Regions from separate parts of the Mus musculus genome. Here region 1 is linked to region 2. A link is a contact called in public HiChIP or PLAC-seq data. All regions are on one chromosome and are shown on one strand. Each heading gives the region's core, a stretch centred on a gene start, on an enhancer-like site or on the middle of the called end of the contact. The rest is flanking DNA. Distances are from core to core; before and after follow the strand shown. Region 1 holds the start of Tor1b (torsin family 1, member B). Region 2 overlaps Gm14488 (a long non-coding RNA gene).

Region 1 (6,246 bases), core at 1,126-3,625, 240 kb before region 2:
AGAAGCCGAGACAACAGGCACACAGAAATGACAACTGGATTCAGATCTGCACAATGCAGGGGGCCGAGGCTCTGAACTGACACAGTGAGTGAAGGTGCTGCCCTGGCTGGAATGAGAAACCCTGAGCTACCTCCCTAGCACCCTTGCTTTATTGAAACACCCAAGCAACAACTTCTCATCCCCTAAGTGGGAAAGGCCACAACTACAGACTTCCCACTGCAAATACTGTACTTCAAGAGATCTATAATAAAATCTGGAAAACATGAACATAACTTCATGGTGGCGACGGGTAGCTTGGTGGCACAGCACTTCCTCAGCACCTTCAAATAAACCCTTCCTTCTGGCACTCCTCCCTGGCTGACAACAGTTTCCTTTCCTCCTTCGATGGGGTTTCTGTTTGCTAGCTCCGTCCAGCAGGGGGTCAAACACCAATAAGCAAGATAGTCATTTACATCAGATTCAAGGGATGAAAAATGCAGAGATCTCACAAGGAAAACCAGGCTGGAGCTTTGCTTCCGACTCACACGGGCAGCAGACAGAGGTGGCAAGTTTTAGATGTGGCCATGCCCAAGCAAACTATCTAAGGCCGCCCTACCTAACACCCTGTGCCCTGCTGGGAATGGAAATCCCTTTATGAGTGCCTAAGGCAGAGGCCTGGAGACAGGAGGTGAGGAGTTCAGGTTGTGAGGGACAAGTCACCTTGCCTCTCTTGTCCACTTTCTCTGATTTCAGTCCCCTCCTCCCTCCCCCTATCCCAGGAATGATACCCCACCCCACCTCACCCCTACACTAGTTGGCTCCATCTTTAAATGATCATAGCATCCCCTACCTCACTGGATTATTTTGGAATAGCAATTTTAGAAACAAAGAAGATGGGACACACCTATAATCCCAGCACTTGGAAGTTGAAGGTAGGAGGATCAGAAGTTCAAAGCCAGCCTCTGCTATTTATAGTGAGTTTGAAGCCAACCTGGGCTACATTAGACCCTGTCTAAAACCACCCTCTCTCCCACATGCCATAAACTGGGCAAATTGATAGATGCCTGTTGATCTCAGCCCTCAGAAAGCTGGATCCCTAACACCAAAGCCAGCCTGGACTACACGATGAGGCACTGTCTCAGAAAGTATAAATAAAGAGAGGCTAGGCATTTAATCCCAGCCTTTGGAGGGCAGAGGTAGGTAGATCTCTGTGAGTTCCAGGCCTGCCAGACCTACACAGTAAAACTCAGTCAAATAAATAGCAGAAAGCAAAGCAGAGGCCAGATGGAGCACTTCAAGGCAGAGAAAGAAAAGCAGAGGCCAGAGCTACTGAGTAAAGTACCCCAGGCATATGATCAAAAATCGGTAGGTTTTCTTGCCTGGTACACCTTTATCTTCTGCTCATGAGGGAAGTGCAAAGTAGAGACGAACAGGTGGACAAAGTTACTCTTCAGGCCTTTTGGATAAAGGTTTTCAGCCACAATCTGGCTGATAAAATTCTTGCCCGTGCCAGCCCAGCCGTGCAAGGACAGAGTCAATGGTTTCTTGGAATTTTTGTTGTTCCTGAAGCCAGTCAATGCCTTGAGAATCACTTCGGTGGCAAGGTGCTGTCCAAACAGCTTCTCTTCCAAGTCCAGCTTGAGGGCTGCGGAGGCCCGCACCGGAACAAAGAGAAAAACACAGGTTAAAAAAGTACCTGAGTCAGAGGCACAGTTAGCGACTGATCCAGCAGGGCCAGAAGGGATGAAAAATGCAGAGATCTCACAGATCAGAGCCAGAATCATAAGGACCTACAGTCAGATCCTTAAGTGCCAGTTCTCCTTAACATCTAAATGTCAAACAAGCTACACAGATTCTTTCATCCAGGGAAGAACCATTTGGCGGCTGTGCTCCGGGCTAGCTTTCCCGCCACCCCTGATGGCTCGAAAAAAAAACAAACAAACAGCAAGAGCAACAGGCGGGCTTTCTGGATGGAGCTCCACGCCTGGCACCCCCTGGCGGGGCGCACCAGCTGGCCCCGTTGCGTTCAGTTCTCCAGGTGGTCATTGCAAGGCCTGCAAAGGTGTGGCGAGGTCCCGGCCGTGTGTGTCTCCCGCGGCGCCGCATCCAGCAGGAGCGGGAGCCAAGCTCCCAGTGCCCTCCCGCCCGCCCCGACCGGCCCGCGGGCACATACCCGACGTGTTGAGGGGCCGTTCCTCATGGCAGCACTCGGTGAAGCGGCAGTAGAAATCGGTATAGGACAGGTAGCCGGTGAGCGCCGACACGGCCCCGATGGCGATGCCCACGCTTACGGGCTCGAACGCCCCCGCCACGTGGGCGGCCAGCAGCGCCCACAGGGCCGTGGAGCCCCCAAACGCTCCGATTCGTCTCATCGCACGCAGGGAAGCACCGTGCGGCTGCGCTCCGAGCGCAGGATTCAGTCCCAGGGACTGAACTTCCGGTACGGCGCTGTCACTTCCGCTTAGCTAGAAAGCCGCCTTGTTGGAAAGGGGCGGGGAGATTATTGTCACCAACGTTGTGAGTGTCAGGAAACCCTCTAGAGACCATTAAAGGAATTTCATTCCTATCTTTTAGAGGTCCTGTTTGTTTGTTGGTTGGTTTGTTATACAAACACACACACACACACACACACACACACACAGGAGACGGAGAGAGGGAGAGAACGCAGAGATGGATCAGTTGTTAGGGGCACTGACTAGCTCTTCCTGAGGACCTGGGTTCACTTCCAAGCACCCACATTCCTGTTTTGTGACGGTCTCTAACCAGTTCCAGGGGTTCTGCCACTCTCTTTTGGCCTCTGTAAGCACTGCACACACACACACGGGACACAGACATACACGCAAGCAAAACAATCATACACACAACATAATAAAATTATTGGAAAATTATGCACACATAAAAATCAAAAGCCCAGATTGGGCTCCCAGCATCCACATCTGGTGGCTTATGATTGCCTGTACCTCCAGAACTTTTCCTCCGAGCTTTGTGGGCACCTCCACGTATACGGTGCTGTACAGAAGCTCAGGCGTGCACATACATATAAGATAATACATAAATAAATAAAATAATAATAATAATAATAGCAACAATAATGTGTGCTTGTTGTGAGAGAGACAGGGCTGAGCACTAGGGATGTAACGCACATAGGGACACCTGTGGGGGATTCACAAGGGAGACAGACATTTGTCTATGCGCATACCACACAGTGGGCCCCAGGTTGCCCGCTGGGAATTCATCCATGGAGTAGAGTTGGTCCTGCCTTTCAGGACACACAGGCTGTAGGGGAGGCAAGCAAGGGGACAAGGACTACTGAGTCATCAAAGTCCAGGTACTGTGGGGCAGGGAAAGCCTTTGCCTATGCTGAAGATTAGAGGTATTAATCAAAAACCGACGAAGTTGGTCATGCAGAAAACAAGCAGTGGTGTGGTTTATGTAAAGAGTAGAGTTTGTAAACAGCCCGTCTGAAATGTGTGATTACTCCTCCACACGCCTTCATTATATCAACTTGATATAGAATTTGAAGCCACAGGCTTTTTTCCTTTTTGTTTGTTTGTTTGTTTGGGTGTTTTGTTTTGTTTTGTTTTTGGGACAGGGTTTCTCTGCGGAGCCCTGGCTGTCCTTGAACTCACTCTGTAGACCAGGCTGGCCTCGAACTCAGAAATCCGCCTGCCTCTGCCTCCCAAGTGCTGGGATTAAAGGTGTGCGCCACCACCGCCTGGCTGCCACAGGCTTTTAATAGGGACAATACAGCCAACTTGAAGATCATTCCCCAAGGAAATAGATTGTCCATACATACTTGGTCCAGACTTTGCCAAACTTGGTTGAGTTCCTTTAGTAACTAATGTGCAATAAATAACTCGTGAACTCTGGCTGTGTGTCAGGCCCAACACTATATAAAGCACATATACCCATATACCAGGCTTACAGCAGGGAATAGGTCAGGTATGGCTCCTGACCTCACAACAGAGCCACTGACCACGACTGTCCTTATTTCTGGGGGGATAGGGCAAAAAGGTAAGGCCCCAGAGCCCCAGCAGGCTAATCTCAGTCTCCTGTCCCAGCATGCTAATTAAAGAGATGCTTATGAGTGAAAAGCAGATAAAAGAGTTTCTACTCAGGTGTCTCATTGGGAGTAGGAGCAGATGGTGGGGGCAGGTGACCCCCAAGTCCATCTTCTGGACACTGCCATGAGCTTCAGGTTTACATAGAGGAAGAATTGGGACAAGGGACAAGAGGCATGCATAGGTAAGCTGTCCTGGTCAAAGGGTGGTCTGGTTGATCATTATCTCAGGTCTAGGTTTGAATGATGGCTCACAGGAGTCCATACTGTTTGAAGGAACAAATCAGTTCTCAAAAGATTGATCCAGCCGTCCCTTCAGAGAAAACCACACTCACAGGATGACATGTTTGCTCGCCCATGCCTGGGGTTGGTGTAAGTTCCTTGCCATAATGTGACTGATTGATCAGCCCTGCTTCAGGAGTCCAAGCTGACTGCAGGGTTAGGATGATGGCTGGAGTCTATTTTATTTTATTTTATTTTTTTGTTTTTTCGAGACAGGGTTTCTCTGTATAGCCCTGGCTGTCCTGGAACTCACTTTGTAGACCAGGCTGGCCTCGAACTCAGAAATCTGCCTGCCTCTGCCTCCCAAGTGCTGGGATTAAAGGTGTGTGCCACCATCGCCCGGCTCTGGAGTCTATTTTAGCAGTCTAAAATAGGACACTGTAAAAGCTGACAATAAGCTCATGCCTTTAATCCCAGCACTCAGGAGGCAGAGATAGGCAGATCTTTGCATTTGAGGCTAGCCTGATCTACAAAGTGAGTTCCAGGCCCTGTCTCAAAAAACAAAACAACCAAAACAGTGTAGCTACCTGTAACCTCAACAACTGAGAGATAGAGGCTAGAAGATGGGGGTTAAAAGCCATCCTTGGCTACACAGTGAATTAGAGGCCAGTATGGGCTATGTAAGACACTGTATGCACACACACACACACACACACACACACACACACAGGGAGGGAGAGAGGGAGGGAGGGAGGGAGGGAGGGAGGGAGGGAGGGAGGGAGGGAGGGAGGGAGGGAGGGAGGAAGGAAGGAAGGAGACAAGAAAAGAGATGTAATGAAGGCAGAATTGATTGCCAGGCTTCACCATGCTTTAGTGTCACCTTGAGGAACTTCTAAGCAAGGAGACAGTGCCTGTTACATTCTGATCACTTTGGAACTACATTGAGCTAGCAAAGGACAAGTCCATAGACAGGAAGGGACCAGTTCTATGGCTGAAACAATGTCCCGGAGGAAGCAGCCAGTGGCCTGCTGCTCACAAGCAATGGAAGGCAGAGAAAGAGACTTGAGAGTGCCCAGATGTGGAGCCAAGAGGAGCTAGGGAAAGCTTCCTGAGGGGCAAGAACACCACAGAGGCAGATGGAGGGTAGGTGGGAGAGGAGGACCATTCAGCCCTTAGGTGTACAGGTCACATGGTTTTGTCTGTTTTGGAGGTTTGGGTGACCAAGATCTGAGAACTAGAGACTCAGCATCAGGTGAAATGCTTGCTTCCAAGGTGGCGCCCCCTTGCTGTGTTCTTCATGTAGAAGGTTTGAAAGGACAAGGAGGAGTCTCACAGTAAGCCCATGTGCATGTGTGACAGTGAGGACCCAGCCAGCCCAGCTCTCTCTCTCTCTCTCTCTCTCTCTCTCTCTCTCTCTCTCTCTCTCGCTCTCTCTGTCTCCTTACCCCCCCCCCCATGTGTGCCTACACATGCCTCTGAGTATTTGTGTTCAGGTCAGCAGTTGGTGTCTTTGTCAAGTCCCTCTCCACATTTTTTTTTTCAAGACAGCATCTCAATACATTTCCCTGGCTGCTTGGGAACTAGCTATGTTGACCAGGCTGGTTTTGAGACTTAAACTCAGAGATCTGAGATCCACTTGCCTCTGCCTCCCCAGCACTAAGATTAAAGGACTTCACACCTGTGTCTGACCTTCTGCCTTCTCTCTTTTGGGCTTCACCTTTTCTTGTCCTTTGTCTTCTATTTTGAGACAAGATCTCTCATAGACTCTGAAGTGAGCTCCAGGGACCCACCCGGCTCCATTCCTCTATCCCCCGTTGCTGGGGTTACAAAGGCAAGCATACAGCAGTGCCTGGCTTTTTTATGTGGGTGCTGAGAATCTGAGCTCAAGCCCTTTCCATTGGAGCCATTTCCTAGCCTCCATGTCCTAACACTGCTGCAGAGGGAGTAGGGAGAGCAGCTTTCAAGCCACAGCAGCGATCCACATT
Region 2 (6,428 bases), core at 1,417-3,916:
GCCAGCCTGCCTGGTGTGATGTGGTGCCGTGGACAGAACCCAGGACTTTGTACGTGCTGGGCACACACTCTGCTCGTGGACCCACCATTCCTCGCTCCCAGACATGGTCATTAATGAGCATGGGGGCTCCTGGGTCACATCCCAGCAGCCTTCCCTCACACTGCCCTCATTCCCTTGTTTCCTGTCTCTGCTTGACTCTGGGTACACTGAGGGTAACTGGATCCTTGCTGCAGACCCTCCATGCATGGTTCAGGTCTAAGCGAGGGAGGGGTGATGCGGACCTTCCCACTCTTCTACAGTCTTGGTGTCTCCCAGCTCTACATGTGAAAGGATGTGCCCTGTTCTGAATCTGAGTGCTGGATTCCTGCTGATCCAAAGGAGAGGGAGGCCTTAGTACTCAAAGGAATGGGGCTTGGGGGGTGGGAGGTGGGGGTGGAGGGGTGGCTCGTCTGTAGGGGCTGGTTACACCTACATCTCTCATAAGCTCACTCACCTTTTTTGGCCATACAGGATTCCCACCATGACATTGCTGTGTTTTTACAAGGTAATTTTCAGTATTGTCCCATTTTACAGATGAAAAGGTTGAGACTCAAGACAGAGATTACCTTAGGGCTGTAACTTTAAGCTGCAGTTGGGGTCAGATGAGTGACTGAGTGTGGGTAAAGGTTGTTTACAGGAAGAATAGTTCCTGGATGGATGGAGCATGGGGCCAGGACAGTGATAATTGTGAGGTTGAGGGAGTAGAGGCCAGTCTCTGAACCAGAAAAGCCTCTATCAGGGTTTCTGCCCTCAGAGGAGATCCACCAGGGGACAAGGCTGGAGGCCATGGGAGGCCTGACTGACTTGAGAGCCAGTGTCTGGGGTCTGTGGTGTGCAGAATGGGCTGTGTGATGGAGGGGAAGTGAGTCTCCTTCTGTGCCATGTGGATGGAGTGTGTGTGTGTTGTGTTGTGTGTGTGTGTGGTATGTGTGTTGTGTGTGTGTGTGTGTGGTATGTGTGTGTGTATGTGTGTGTGGTATGTGTGAATTATGTGTTTGTGGGGTGATGCTAACTGTGATACACATGAAGGGAAGAGCTAAGGAGAGATGGAGTTGGAAGAGTTAACTGGAAAAGCAGGGTGAGGTTAGGAGTGTTCCAGAAGTGAAAACCACACCCGCACATGTGCAAAGGCCTGGAGGCTGGAGGAGTCCAGGCAAAGGAGCACGGAGGACTTGAAAGAGCTCCAGCAAGGCTGAGGCAGGGAGGGGAGGAGCAGAGGAGGGGAGACGGAGAGGAGGGGAGGTCAGGGGCAGCTGCCTACAAGGTCCACTAGCTTCCACAGTGTGGGCAGGGAGCCCCAGCCACTGCCCAGGTGAGGGGCTTTGCTGCTTCAGGGAAGGATGTTAGGCAGAGGTGAGGAACAGCAGCTGCCCCCCACCCCCACCCCACCCCACCCGCCTCTGAGAAGGACAGCCTAGTTTTAATCTAGTTTTCCCTCTGTATGTTGGGTCCCAACAGGACAAAGCCAAACAGCCCGAGAACCTGCCAACTGGAGGTTCTGGAACACTCTCTGCGTGGTCTTCCCGAGCAAGTCTTCTAGGTTGGAACCTCTGGCAGGAGCAGAGGCCATGACTTGAACCCAGACCTGTCATCGGTAGTGCTCCCAACTGCAGTCATCCCTTAACAGCTGGCCAGGTTCCAGGTCCCTTTCTCCTTCCAGCCTCTGTTTACCCAGCTTGCACAATCAGCTCATAAGTCTACAATTTTTTTCTTTTTTACTCTGAAATTAATGGCCTCTTCTTTAGTTATTATTGAAACCCACACAACCGGCTGACTTCTGACCTCCTGGGGTTGGATAAGCTATCTGCAGGCTCACCCTTGGAGAATCTCCCCTTTCTCAGCAGCCACTGGTTGTCTGTGGCTCCCTTGTCGGGGTGGGACCTCGTGAGACCCCGCCTCCTAGTGTGCTGGTCTGTCAGATGATGGCGTCATCATGAAGGTCTTGTTTAGGTGAGCATACTGTTGAGATTTCATGGGTTCAGCTTCCTTGTCATTCATTCATAGAAAACACAATCCCCCAGTAGAGGCCCTGCTCTCTGGCCCTTACAATCTCTCTGCTCTTCCTCAGTTTCCCCTGAGTGTTAGATTGTAGGAGTCGTGCTGTAGATGTATCAGTTGAGGCTAAGGCACTTATTCTCTAGATTTTGACTGTTTTGTTTGTTTTTGTTTTGAGACAGAGACTCACTGTGCAGCCCTGGCAGGCCTTGAACACACAACTATCCTCTTGCCCCCAGAGAGCTGGAATTAAAAATGCTCCCACCTCAACTAAATTTACACACGCACACACACCCTTTTTCTCTCTGCTTCTTTCTCTGTCTCTTTCCTTCTCCCTCTTTCTCTCTGTCTCTTGAACTCCCAGCAATTCTCCTGCCTCGGGAGTACTGGGTGGGGTCAGAGGCAGGAGACAAGGCACCTCACAAGGCTGTGCAGACTTGTGGAGCATCTGCTATGAAGCAAATCCGGGAGTCAGAGTCCCCCAGGGACAAAAAGGCCCTGCCCAAGGTCAGGCAGCCAGCGTCGCATCTGAACCTAGAACCGCAGGTGCGCGCTCTCCTCTAGCCGCCCCCCCTCGGGGGTGGCATCGTCCCAGCTGTGCGGCCTGGCGGCCCCGGCCCTGACGTCAGGCGCGGCCAGCGGAGCCTGGTTCTGCACAAACACGTCTCGGGCCAGGGCTCCGGGGGCGGCGATGACTCAGGGCCCGAGGCCGCCGGGCGGGAAGCGGAAAGTTTTGAGCCTCTGACATCAGCGGCCGCGCAGGAAGGCGGCTCCGGGAAGGCGGCCTGGCTCGCAGCCCGCCCTAGGGCGCGGGGGTGGAGGGGACCGGGACGCAGGTGTCCCCGGCCCGGCCTCGGCCGTGGAGCCGCTCCACCCGCCCGCGCCGCAGAGCGCTCCGGAGGCACCGCATCCATCCTGCTGCGTCCCTGCATTTTAATTACCGCCGCATTAATATTCATGAGCCGGGACTCGAGGGGGACCGCGGGCTGTCATCTCCTCGCCCGCCCGCGCACCCCCGCGCCCCTCTTCCTCGCTGAGTCGTGGGCTTCATCCCCCGCCACCCTCCCCCGCCCCCACCGCGCGCCAACAGTTGGCGCTCAGCGGAGCAAGGGTGTGAGTGTGCGCAGGAGTGTGAGCTGCCGTGCGGGGAGCTGCAGAGTGTGGGTGTGCCTGTGTGCTGCAGGCGAGTGTGCCTGGCTCTGTGTGGCCCGTGTGTGGTGTGCAGATGTGTCTGTGTGCACCAGCACCTGGACTGTGACCCTGTGTAGAGGTCAGAGTGCTGGGGCATTGTGTCTATACATAGGAGGTAGGGTGCTGGGGCAGTTGTCCATACCCAGGGGCCAAGTGCAATGGAGAATTTCTATAGGGAGACATGTCTGCGTGCATTGCTGATTATACAGTGAGAGCATAACTATGTGCACGCATGTGTGTGCTGTGGACTTGGTATCTGTGTTCATATGTGTGTGTCCTTATACATGGATTTGTGTGCTGTGGGCATGTGTCCATGTACACTGATATGTGTGCTGTTGGCATGTTTCTGTGTACATCAGTGTGCACCGTGGTAGTATGTCCATGTGCACAGTCTGAGTATGTGTTTCTGGGCCTTCCTGACATCTGCATGATCTTGCAGAAGAGCCAAAGCTGCCCAGGTCAGGAGAGCGTGAGTGTGCGCATGTGCAACTGTGTGCATGCGCAACTGTGCCCTTCCGGGAGACTGAGCCTTGTCCACAGTCACCTGGCAGATAGGTCTGTGACACAGTGTGGTCAGAGACCACAGTTGGCCAGCTCAACATCCTGGACAGGTCCTTACCATGAGCTGTCCTACCGGATCTGTGCAGTGTCTGCTGTGGTCTCATTTGCCGATGGAGAAACTGAGGCAGTCAGTCCAGGAAATGTCTGAACTCTGGCCCCTATCTTTAACAGTACCCCCACGGTGCCACCATGTTGTCACAAAATGGCCTCATCTTGCAGTCTGGGTGTAAGCTCCTTGAGTGGCAAGCACCTCAGTGGCTGTTTCCCTCCTGAGGAAGGCTTGCAGGCCAAAGCCTTGTCTAGGTGCCACTGCTCCCTTTCTTATTTCCCCAGCTTCTAAGCCTGACTGCCTGAAGCCAACTATTCAGCAGGCAGCACAAAGTGCCTAGGTCAGGCCAGGGGTCAGCTCTTCAGTCACCTGCCTTCCCTTCCATTAATCCATCTATCCGCCCACATACCATCTATCCACCTATCACCCATCCTATCCATCCATCCATCCATCCACTCTTCCAGCCATCCATCCATCCATCCATCCATCCATCCATCCATCCATTCTTCTATCCATCCATCCATCCACCCACCCACCCATCCTAGCCTTTCATCCATCCATCTATCCTATCCTTCCTTCCATCCATCCATCCATCCATCCATCCACTCTTCCATCCATCTATCCATCCATCCATTCTTCTATCTATCCATCCATCCATCCATCCATCCATCCATCCATCCATCCATTCTTCTATCCATCCATCCATCCATCCATCCATCCATCCATCCATCCATTCTTCTATCCATCCATCCATCCATCCATCCATCCATCCATCCATCCATCCATTCTTCTATCCATCCATCCATCCATCCACCCACCCATCCTAGCCTTTCATCCATCCATCTATCCTATCCTTCCTTCCTTCCATCCATCCATCCACCCACCCATCCATCCATCCTTCCATCCATCAATCTATCTTTCCATGCTTAACTGTCTCCTCTGACATAGTTCAGGAGAGTACTGGGACTCAGTCAGTCTCTTCCTACTGCGATGCTTTAATTCCCTTAGGTAAATGAGGGGCATGGGCAGACAGAACAGGGTCCCTGAGAAGTTAACTCAGCTCAGCCACACAGCCCTGTGAAATTTTGTGAAAGCAACATTCTGCTCATGTCCCAAGAACCCTCAATTCAAGCCCCTGCTCTTCTTGGTGACCAAGGAAGTAACAAGACTTGCCCCTGGGAAGCCATGTGGCCCAGCAAGTGGGCCGTCACTAGGGCAAACAGTTTTCTCCCAGAAAAAGTGTGGTGCTGGGTGCTTCTGGGCAGATCTTGCAGCCTGACTTCTACACTGTTGTTCTTGCCTTTGTCTTTGATGGACTCCCAGGAGAAGGGCCAACAGAACAGCAGAGAGCTTCCCCTGGTTACAGAGGATAACAGCCTTTGTCCCATGTCCCAGCTGCTTGGGGGGTTGGAAGCCAGCTTCTGGAACATCTGGGGGTCCCTCTACTCCTCAGCCCCACTAAGCCTGCTCAGCTACACCTCCAAGGTGCACCCAAGCAAACCCTTCTTCCAGCTATGCCAAGAAGACTGGAAATTTCTACTAAGCAGCTGGTTCTGGCTTGATTTCCACTTTGCTTGGCAGGAGACCGGGGAGGGGCCAAGCTGCTCAGCCCCAGAACAGGCCCTGCATTCTTGAAGTTACAGTCAGGGGTCACTGGGAGTGGGGCTTGTGGGGCCTGGTAAGCCTCTCCGTAAGAATGAACAAGTGGCCCCATGCTGAAAGCTCACCTCTGGGTAGGCCTTATGCTGTCTGGACCAGCTGGGTCTCTAGAAACTTTATATAGGGAGGCCAGATCTGTTACTAAGCTATCTCAGGCTACCTTCAAGGCTCTAAGAGAGCCTGCCTGCACAAGGGCAGAGCCCAGAGCCCCTAAGGGGAAAGTCCACATGCTATACAGAGATGGGTCTGACTTGGTGACAGGCCAGAAGGTACTGCACAGTTACTACTGGGCTGGAGGGGATGGTGGTCGGGGCCTGGCTGGGTACCCTAAGGGAGAAGAGGAGTATGGGACATGGTGGCTTGATGGGGAGACCAGCCCTGATCCCTGCTAGCACATAGGAGATTCTTATGCACAGAACCAACACAGAGGTCCAAAGGTTCTGCATCCTGGCTGCTGCGGGAAGGCTCTAGTTCTCCCTCTGGTAAATCACAAGTCTAAGCACTTCTCGCCCACCCAAGCTAGGCTTTGGCTACAGAGACCTGAGTCGGATCAGCTAGTGGCCCAGTCACTCTACTCTGTAGGCCCTGTGTGCCATCAGACCCAAGGACAATGGAGAAAAGAAAAAAGGAGAAAAAGGAGAGTTTGGGAAATGTTCACTGGGCACCAACTGCCAGCAGAAGGAAGGGCTCTCTAGGCCATTAAAAGGGATTCACCAGTCTCTCTCTCTTTCTCTGTCTGTGTCTCTCTCTCTCTCTGGCTGGAGGAAGCAGTAATGCCTAGGGAAAGGCCAGCCAGGGACTGGAGGGTACCAGGCCAGGATAGAAGAAACCACATTGAGGTGGGGGAGGGGTTCCAACCTGTGGGGAGATGACCACAGGGTGTGAAGGGGACGAGCTAGGATAGAAGAGTGTACAGGGATCCATTCTCTGGGAA

The links. HiChIP or PLAC-seq counts read pairs in DNA pulled down with a chosen protein or histone mark.
Region 1: a FOXA1 HiChIP or PLAC-seq map of pancreatic cancer cells shows a contact between it and region 2. The contact joins the promoter of Tor1b here to the enhancer-like site in region 2. A contact is called at or near these places in 4 of 39 promoter capture datasets (the 3T3-L1 cell line, hippocampal neurons and stem cell-derived epiblast-like cells), 1 of 484 Hi-C or Micro-C datasets (muscle stem cells), 2 of 115 datasets of contacts at active chromatin or transcription factors (memory CD8 T cells and pancreatic cancer cells) and 1 of 9 other capture datasets (adipose tissue).

What each region holds. Positions count from the first base shown.
Region 1 is chr2:30,949,130-30,955,375 of GRCm38.p6, reverse strand. Tor1b (torsin family 1, member B) reads right to left here and starts at 2,375. Exons shown (of 5, transcript NM_133673.3): 1 at 2,153-2,375; 2 at 1,359-1,624. The coding sequence starts at 2,351.
Region 2 is chr2:30,708,484-30,714,911 of GRCm38.p6, reverse strand. Gm14488 (a long non-coding RNA gene) reads left to right here. Exons shown (of 4, transcript XR_866106.3): 3 at 511-544; 4 at 1,498-1,765. Among named protein-coding and RNA genes, the nearest start is that of Gm14488, 9.5 kb to the left of the region's middle. Within about 2 kb of position 2,666, at least 343 of the 459 cell types and tissues checked have an H3K27ac peak or open chromatin away from gene starts, as enhancers often do. A contact at or near this core is called in adipose tissue, hippocampal neurons, memory CD8 T cells and 2 more, where this site is marked.